Regions from separate parts of the Sus scrofa genome. Here regions 1 and 3 are each linked to region 2. Evidence: chromatin contacts called from public promoter capture Hi-C and targeted proximity ligation data. All regions are on one chromosome and are shown on one strand. The core of a region is the stretch at or near the end of the contact, and the rest is flanking DNA. Distances in the headings are between cores, read along the strand shown. Region 1 overlaps TTC27 (tetratricopeptide repeat protein 27). Region 2 holds the start of FAM98A (protein FAM98A). Region 3 holds the start of TTC27 (tetratricopeptide repeat protein 27).

Region 1 (2,700 bases), core at 167-2,666, 800 kb after region 2:
TTTTTTTTTGTTCACACCCACGGCATGTGGAAGTTCCCAGGCCAGGGATCAAACACGCACCACAGCAGTGACCTGAGCTACTGCAGTACAATGCCATATCCTTAACCCACCGTACTATGAGGATACTCCTGGAGATATTTTATAATCATTTTTCTCACGCAGAGTCTTTGAAACCTGATGTGTTCTACAGTTACTGCACATCTCAATTTGACCAGCCACATTTTAAGTGCTTAACTGCATGTGGCTCCCGTACTGGGCAGCATGGTTCTACACTATTTCTCCAAGGCACTGGCATAGATCCTGGCCTATCGACATGTCTCCCTTTTTTTCTCCATTAAAAAAACTAGCTCCTCTAGTAGAGAGCTTCCCATGGGCTCCAACATTCATATACTATAGTCCCTCTTGTTCCTCTTCATATGACAGCAGCCAGAATAATTAGCCCTTAGTGAGCATGTATTATGCGTGCCAAGCGCTGATAGCCTGAGTTTTCACACATCACCTCATCCACTCCCCACAACAGCCTTGCAAGGTAGTAAATATTACCCTCATTCAAGATGTGACCATGACCACAGAGTCAGTCAGGGATAGAAAAGGGATTGGAGGCCTGGTCAGTGGGACTCCAGAGCCCATCTCTCCAAAGGCCCACGCTGCCTCCCGCTTACCTTCTGCCCACACATAGCCATGACTCATGGCCAAGTCAGGAGAGAGACTGGTGGGGGGCGGGTGAGGGGCAGGCAAGACTCTAGTACACATGGGAAAACCTGGGAGATTGATTTTTTAAAGAAGCTGGGCGTTAGCTACTCCTCCCTCCTCCCACGCACCTCTCCTGATTAGGCAAGTGGACAAAGACAAAGCAGAAGAGTGGATGCCCACGCTTAGCTGGAGGAAAGAGCTGAAAGGCAAACCTCTTACCAAGGCACTGGGCAAGAATGGAGAAAGGTAATCATCTGACAGAGGGGCTCTGGTTGAGATTTCTGTGCAGCTTATTTCCAGGGCAAACTGTGAAGGCAGGCTGGCTATAGGCAGGGCAGTGATCTTTAGAAGGCGGTAGTCTAAGCTTTTTCCTCTAAAGGAGCCAATACGGAAATGCATGTGATGATACATGTACTTAAAGAATAGTTTTAAGTTATTTTAAAACTATTATCAAAAGCTGGGATAGTTGAGAACATGATCTCTCATTAAATTACCCTCACAAAGCTCCCTAGAGAAACAGTGGAAGAGAGGGAAAGACTGGATTCAAGAGGTTCTGAGGAACCATATGACCTTGGTCATGTCACTTAACCTGAGTCTCAGTTGCCCAGTCATTTAACTGACAGTGGATTAAGCAAAACTTCCAGGGCCCCTTCAGACCCCAGATTTTTAAAACTCAGAGGTGACAGGGTTCAAAGGTACATTGGTGCCATCTAGCGGTAAAACAAATATACTGATGATGCAAATAGAACAGCAAGTTTGACCAACTAGGAGGAAATCAATTCAACCAGAGGCCTTAGAAATCACTGAAAAGAAGCTGAGAGGAAAAAGGCCTAATAAGAAGTGATTTGCCTAAAGCCACACAATGGTTCCTGGTTCCTGTTGTGCAATCCATGTGATGAAGAAAGTGACTACAATACTTAGTAAACCTCAATAATTAAAACAGAAGTTAAGGAGTTCCTGCTGGGGCACAACAGGATTGGCAGTGTCTTGGGAGCACTGGAAGGCAGGTTCAATGCCCAGCACAGTGGGTAAAGGATCCAGTGTTGCCACAGTTGCAGTTTGGGTCGCAACTGCGGCTCGGATCTGATCCCTGGCCCGGGAACTCCATACGCCTCAGGGTGGCCAAAAAAACAACAACAACAACAAAAAGAGGTTAAACAGCATGCTCCTCTGAGGATTAAGCACCACTGGACAATGGGCATGGATTACTTTTACAAAGTTATTTTTTACAAGGGTATTTAAAGCACCTCTGCAAGATGCCCTTTGTTTGTTACACTTTTCTTCCTTAAATTATGAGCTTACTACTCAAATTGGCTTCCTTCCCAAGGTTTCTGCAGAATAGCTTCACAACACTGTAAATCAACTATACTTCAATAAAAAAAAAAAAGAAAGAAATTAAGGGAATCCAAATAATAATTATCAGTAGCTTCACTCTTTTCATTTATTTTCCTTATAGGATTTACTGAATTTTTCTGAGGTCCCATATGATACAGTATCACACATTATAACTGAAAGCTACACTCTCCATGCTCTCCCTTCCACATCCCTGAGTCATTCCCATGACCCCAAATGCAGATAAGTTTTTGAATGTGTCTTCATTATACAGGAAATGACCCAAGCCAAAACCAAGAGAGATATCAATGCTGTTTTGGTAGTAGCTTTTCCTGAAGGGATGCTTCGTGCTCATATTTTTTAAAAATGTGTACTACCAACCCTTTCGCAACCAAATTTCTCATTTACTGAACACTAAGTTCTCCTCCCTAAGGAAACACACGTCTTAAGCTGTCAGCTTCTCTCTCTCAAAGTTTCCTCTATTTCAGTGTCTTCCTTTAAACGAGAGGGGCAACTAAATTTTATGCTTTTTTCTTTCACTAGGAAGCCTATTAACTGCTGAGTGGCCTCCTCTTATTCACGTCCTAGATTTGGTTACTACTGGTTCTTCTACATGCCCACGCCTTCCAGAGAATTCACAATGTGAGATAACCCAGGTGTTTATACATCATCTGC
Region 2 (2,700 bases), core at 125-2,624:
ATTTATATACAGGATATACAAGCATACATGATTTGTTTATCCAACTAGCTACATCTTCCTATTTTTTCACATCCTGCTTATAAATCCTTATTTGACTAGTCAAATAAGAATAAATATGAATTTAGAGATATCTCAGTTTCAAAAGCCAGGTCTTACCATTTTTGATAGACAAGCCAACTAAGCCTTAGTGTCCTCACCTGCAAAATGGGAGTAATACTTACACAGCCTTATGATGATTGCATAAAATAACACCGATCAAGGAAATAATACAATTCAAACACACAGTAGATACATAATAAATGTTAATTCCTTCCCTCATTCCAGATGGTGCAAAATAAGGAATTTTAAAGGTACTATGAAGAATAAGGAGCATTTATCCATTAGATACCAAAATATTTGAGAACTACAAAATAAAATTTACTGATAGCAGTGTGAAAACTCTTTAATGCCTACACAGTGCACAATTATGCCCATTTATAGTTAAATGTAATTTTCTAAATATGCCATCACTTCGAAAACAATTTTTCTCATTTTTTTCAATAAATTCTAAGTACATACCCAACCAGTAACTGCCAAGAAACCACAGCCCATCGTGATGCGAGTGTCACACCATGCCAAAAAATGCCAAATCGATAACGGTACAACAAAAAGTTTATTTACCCTTTAAACTGCGTGGGTTTAAATATATTCCATCCTATTTGATATTGACACACAGCGAAGGCCCCCCTCTTACCTCCCTCCCCCACCCCTTTAAAATAAAGATTCTTAGTGTCTGGGAAGGGCTTAAGAAGTCTGGTAGAGAACGGCAAAGGAACGGAATGAATCAACTTTCTGAATACATCCGTGTCAAGGGAAAGTTTACTCCTTAACTCCGAAATACAGCTACTGCAGCCACCAGGAACTCCGACGGCATGTTATCTGCCATTCTCGGCACTTGTCCCGTCTCTAGCCCTGTTCTAAGGAATTAGAGCGAACGAACTTCTCCCTCTCTACGGCCCACAGGTAAGGCTGGTCACCCACTCAGGCGACTGGGATCCAGACAGTCAGTTTCACAGCAAACGCCCACCCAACTCTATGGACCCCCACCCTCCCCCGCCCGAGGATCCTTCCCCGCCCGCCTCGCCCCAAGCTTCGCACATGCGCACACCCAATTAGGAAAAATTAGAGCGCCCCCGGCCCTCGCCAGGTCCCCACGCCCAGCTGCCACGCAGCCAGTCCTCCTGCCCTTCTTGGGGCCGTCGGCTTCACTATTCAGTAATACGCATGTGCGTGTAGTGTCGCCTGACCATCTTTCAGGCGGCCGGGGCGGGCCGGCAGGCGGGACCAAGTTTCTTACGCACGCTCCGGACATGCGCAGTGCATGGACTGAGGCGCCAGCTGTCGATTTGGAAGTTCCGGGGAAGCAGCGCATGCGCGAGTGTACGCGTTGCCGGCGAAGAGGGGAGCCTGACGACTCGGAAATTTGAATACCACAGTAGCATGGAGTGTGACCTCTTGGAGTCTGACATCTTGGAGTCGTTGGAAGATCTAGGGTAAGACTGCCAGGGCACGGGTCTCCCAAACCCCACACTGTCGCCCACCGGCCCGAAAACTCCTTCTCCACCTCAGTCAGCGACACCTGCCTCTCCACGCCTCACCCCGTGGCTCCTGGCTGTCGCCTCCCTATACCTCCAGGACCCCAATGCCACGTCCACTGCCTGCTCTGCTGGGTCGGGGCCCTCCGGCTGCGACGCCCCTAGGCCTGCCCTGTGCTCGGTGCAGCCAAGTTTCCCGCAGCGTTTGTCAGTCATGCGTGTCATTGTCTGGGCTCTGGTTCACGCCACCCCCCTCCCCAGCTTCTCTCCGTGCTCCCCATCCTTCTGCCCTACCCCCTCACTCTGGAGGTTGCCAAAGTTGATTCTCTGTTTTCCTACTTGTCCTCCAAACTTCCTGCTTCTGTCTTGAGCCCCTGCTCCTACCCCACCCCACTTCGCTCAGAAAATCTCCTTTGCCCAGTCATGTCTGCATGCACCCAGGCTTCCCTAAGGCACATGTCTGCGCTGCATCCGTTCTGCCAGCCAGCTCACTTATACACCTAACCTGTCACCACCTTCATGGGAACCACTCGCTGTTTCCCTTGACTCTGACACACCTTCACTGAGCCGCCATTAGCTCTTAGTCTTAGGGGCATCCTCACCCACCAAGTCCCAGCGTATTTGTTGTGCATTTTTGTCTCCCCCTGACAGTTAACCCAGCCATAATTCATCAGTATCTGGAAGCTGGAAATAAGGCTGCTTATCTCACTGGGTCACCCAGATCAGTGTACTCTCTTAAAACTTGAGAACTTAGAATTTCTTGGGCTAAATGCTGTCCAGAAACAAATTGTATAATTAAATATTTGCCCACAGTACAGCTTAAAAAAAAAAAATACGGATTTAGAAAACTATAAAAGTAACAAGTCTCTTATCAAAACCTTCCTCTAGGTTTTTCCATGCCATGGAAGCCTTTGGGGGAAAGCTTACTTTAGTATTAAAAGAACAAGGGTTCCCAAAGTCTGCCCATTTTTAGGAAAGGCAGTGGTTGTGCTTATCTTTTTCTGTCAATATGAATTACCATTGCTCTTTTCTTTGGAGCTTGCTCTGAATTTTCATGAATAAAGTCAGACTTTAGGCAGCTTATTTCTTTGATGAGAACCTAAGTAAAAGTCACAATCAGCAAAGT
Region 3 (2,700 bases), core at 92-2,591, 940 kb after region 2:
ATTTAGTTCAATAATTCAAAGAACAATATGTTATACTGTAAAGGGTAACACTGTTAGCATTTTAGTACACAACAAAGTGTATATACTTAGAATGTTTGCTATACAACAATCACAAAGCACCGAGAAAATTTCTATCGTTATACAAACATCACTTCTCCTAGATTAGAAGCCTATCTACACTATGTGCAGCAAGGCAGAAGTTAGACTCAGAAATAATATTCTTCATTAGCAAGTAACATCACCCTTCTGCTGGGAATCTTAAAGGATTCCTACTGACAAAAAAAAGTTTCCTCAGAAAGCTTCCTATCCCTGTCTGACTCCTCCTATCCCTACTGTCCCCCCGCCCAATGAAAAGCTGGTTCACTCACAGTTTCCCTAATATCCCAATGCACATTCCTGCCTTACTTGTCAGTCTTATTCTTTAATCAAAAATCAGGTCAAGTTTGATTTCTTCCATAAGACTTTTCCATAACCAGATTTCAGAAACTTCTCTCCTGAAACCTATTATGTACACACACAAACTCGAGTGCACACACACATACACAGAGATCACTTACATACTGTCCTAAATTGTCATTCCTCCTTCTCTGTGTCTAGCCTAAATCCCCCAACCAGAAGTGCCTATATCCCACTATGTGCTTTGCTTACAAGATTACATCTTTGTTGCCTCGTTTCACCTGTTGTGCTTACCAGCTGTGTGACCTTGAATAAATTACGTAACAAATCTGTACTTAAAGGACTTCATCTGGAAAATGAGAATGGAAGTGGAACCTATTATAAGGATTAAATGGCTGAATAAATGTCAAGAGTTTAGAAAAATAATTGGCATTGTTATTATTACTGAACCTGGACGGTGAGAAGACAGGCATGTAGCTTGGGGACCACGCCCACCATATCAAGTATGCAACAACCCAAAGCCTAGATTTTGGTGGGAAAAAAATAAAACCACGAGGTATGAGAACCCAGTCGCCGCCACCACTTCTCCCCACAGTCCCACGCTGGCCTAAGTCTTTCCCTGGCAGGTGCACCCCTCTCACCCAAACCAACGACTCCGTCCTGCTTCCACTGCTTCCTCTCAGCTTCAGTGGAGAAGCCTCTCAGAACTGCCAGCTCCGGGGTCCACATCACCCCAGACATCCCTGCAGCCAGAAGACGTTCCTACAAGAGTGACACAGGAGCCAACCAAAGAAAGTGGAAAGATGAGAGTCCAAAGACGCAGAAGACTAGTGGCGACAGTTCCTGTGAACACATCCACAGCCCTAGAACCCCATGTGTGGATACCGGCACAAGGGGGCCGCCATGACAGGAGCGCGGAGAACCCTGGGAAACACACACGCTTTCTCCGGCCCAGTTTCCGCCTTGGCGGCCAACCCAAGTCCTTGCTACGAGCATGCCCAGTGGGGATGCCCTGCTCCGGACGAGGAGGAAGAGGAGGGCTTTGCTTAGAGCGCGCGGTCTACTTCAGCCCTGGCTCCTGGAGGGAGGAGCTGCTGGAGCTGCGGAGGGCGGGTTGAAGTGATGTGGAATGTTGCAGTCTTGCCCAGATGAGATACAACTGAAATGTCTGAGGCTTTGATCGCTAAACTCTTTCACTCAGAACCGTCCTGACTACCTAACGAAAGCCGTAGTCTTTTCCTTAAAAGCACGTGAGCCTTTATACCAACACTGCCGTAGCATTTCAGGGAGTTAGATCCTCTGAGTGGAGTCCGTGAACCCCAGGTTAAGAACGCCCTCAGCAGAGGTCTTTATTCTGGAATGAATTCAAGTGTAAATGAAATATCAGGTTTTGATGCTGCCGCTACATAAATCATGACTGGGTGGGACATCTGGCCCGGCCGCTGGTGCAGAGAAGCTTTCGGAGGCTAGACGGCGAACACTGAAGAAATCTGCCAGCCCTGAGTGCCTGCTGCTGGGCCCAGAGCTGTCAGGTCCTTAAATCTTCATGGTCAAGACCGAGCTCTGAGAGCTTGACTTGGTGGGGCAGGATTCTGCCTCCAGTTAGCATGCAGCCTGCACTGTGAGTGTGTTGCCATACACGAACCAGGAGAAAGCTGCAGGGTGACACTGATCACAAGGGACTCAAGTAGGAATCAAATGCAGTTCTGGAGGAGCCTTGCCCATTACCAGCTCCAAGGCGAGAAGCGAAATTCTTTTTTTTTTTTTTCCCCAAAGTGTCCGAAGTCGCTGGCATTTGGATGTTCCCAGCCTAGGAGTCAAATCGGAGCTGCAGCTGCCAGCCTACACCACAGCCACAGCAACGTTAAATCCTAGCCGCGTCTTCAACCTGCACCACAGCTCATGAGCAATGCTGGATCCTTAACCCGCTGAGCGAAGCCAGGGATCAAACCTGTGTCCTTATGGAAGCTAGTCAGATTTGTTTGCACTGAGCCGCACCAGGAACTCCGAGAAGGGAAACTCTTAATTCACTTTCTTCCTCAGTACCCAGAGCCCCTCCAGCTTTTAGAAGGAAGAGGTGCTCAGCTCAGATCACCCACTGCCAGCAGATGCCAAAGGAAGCCAGACTTGAGTTGTGAGAGAAGAGTAGATGCCCCAGACTGTTTTCTCATTGAAAAGTAATTAAAAGGTATTTATGCAGGGATCTGTATTTGATTGGTGCATCCATTGGTTTTTCAAGTCCCAAATCCAACACTGTGGAAGCTACTTGACAATTGGGTTAAAGATCAACAGATGCAGAAACAC

The links. Promoter capture Hi-C pulls out the DNA fragments that hold promoters and counts their contacts.
Region 1: a targeted proximity ligation map of alveolar macrophages shows a contact between it and region 2. A contact is called at or near these places in 1 of 5 promoter capture datasets (liver), 5 of 47 Hi-C or Micro-C datasets (embryonic fibroblasts, epiblast stem cells, fetal skeletal muscle and 2 more) and 1 of 2 datasets of targeted methods (alveolar macrophages).
Region 3: a contact with region 2 is called in a promoter capture Hi-C map of liver, with 4 times the contacts expected there. A contact is called at or near these places in 1 of 5 promoter capture datasets (liver) and 1 of 2 datasets of targeted methods (skeletal muscle).

What each region holds. Positions count from the first base shown.
Region 1 is chr3:106,857,700-106,860,399 of Sscrofa11.1, forward strand. The region is part of intron 14 of TTC27 (tetratricopeptide repeat protein 27); the gene reads right to left. Among named protein-coding and RNA genes, the nearest start is that of LTBP1, 130 kb to the left of the region's middle.
Region 2 is chr3:106,060,193-106,062,892 of Sscrofa11.1, forward strand. FAM98A (protein FAM98A) reads left to right here and starts at 1,375. Exons shown (of 8, transcript XM_003125249.5): 1 at 1,375-1,532. The coding sequence starts at 1,480.
Region 3 is chr3:106,997,784-107,000,483 of Sscrofa11.1, forward strand. TTC27 (tetratricopeptide repeat protein 27) reads right to left here and starts at 1,342. Exons shown (of 21, transcript XM_021087655.1): 1 at 1,038-1,342. The coding sequence starts at 1,137.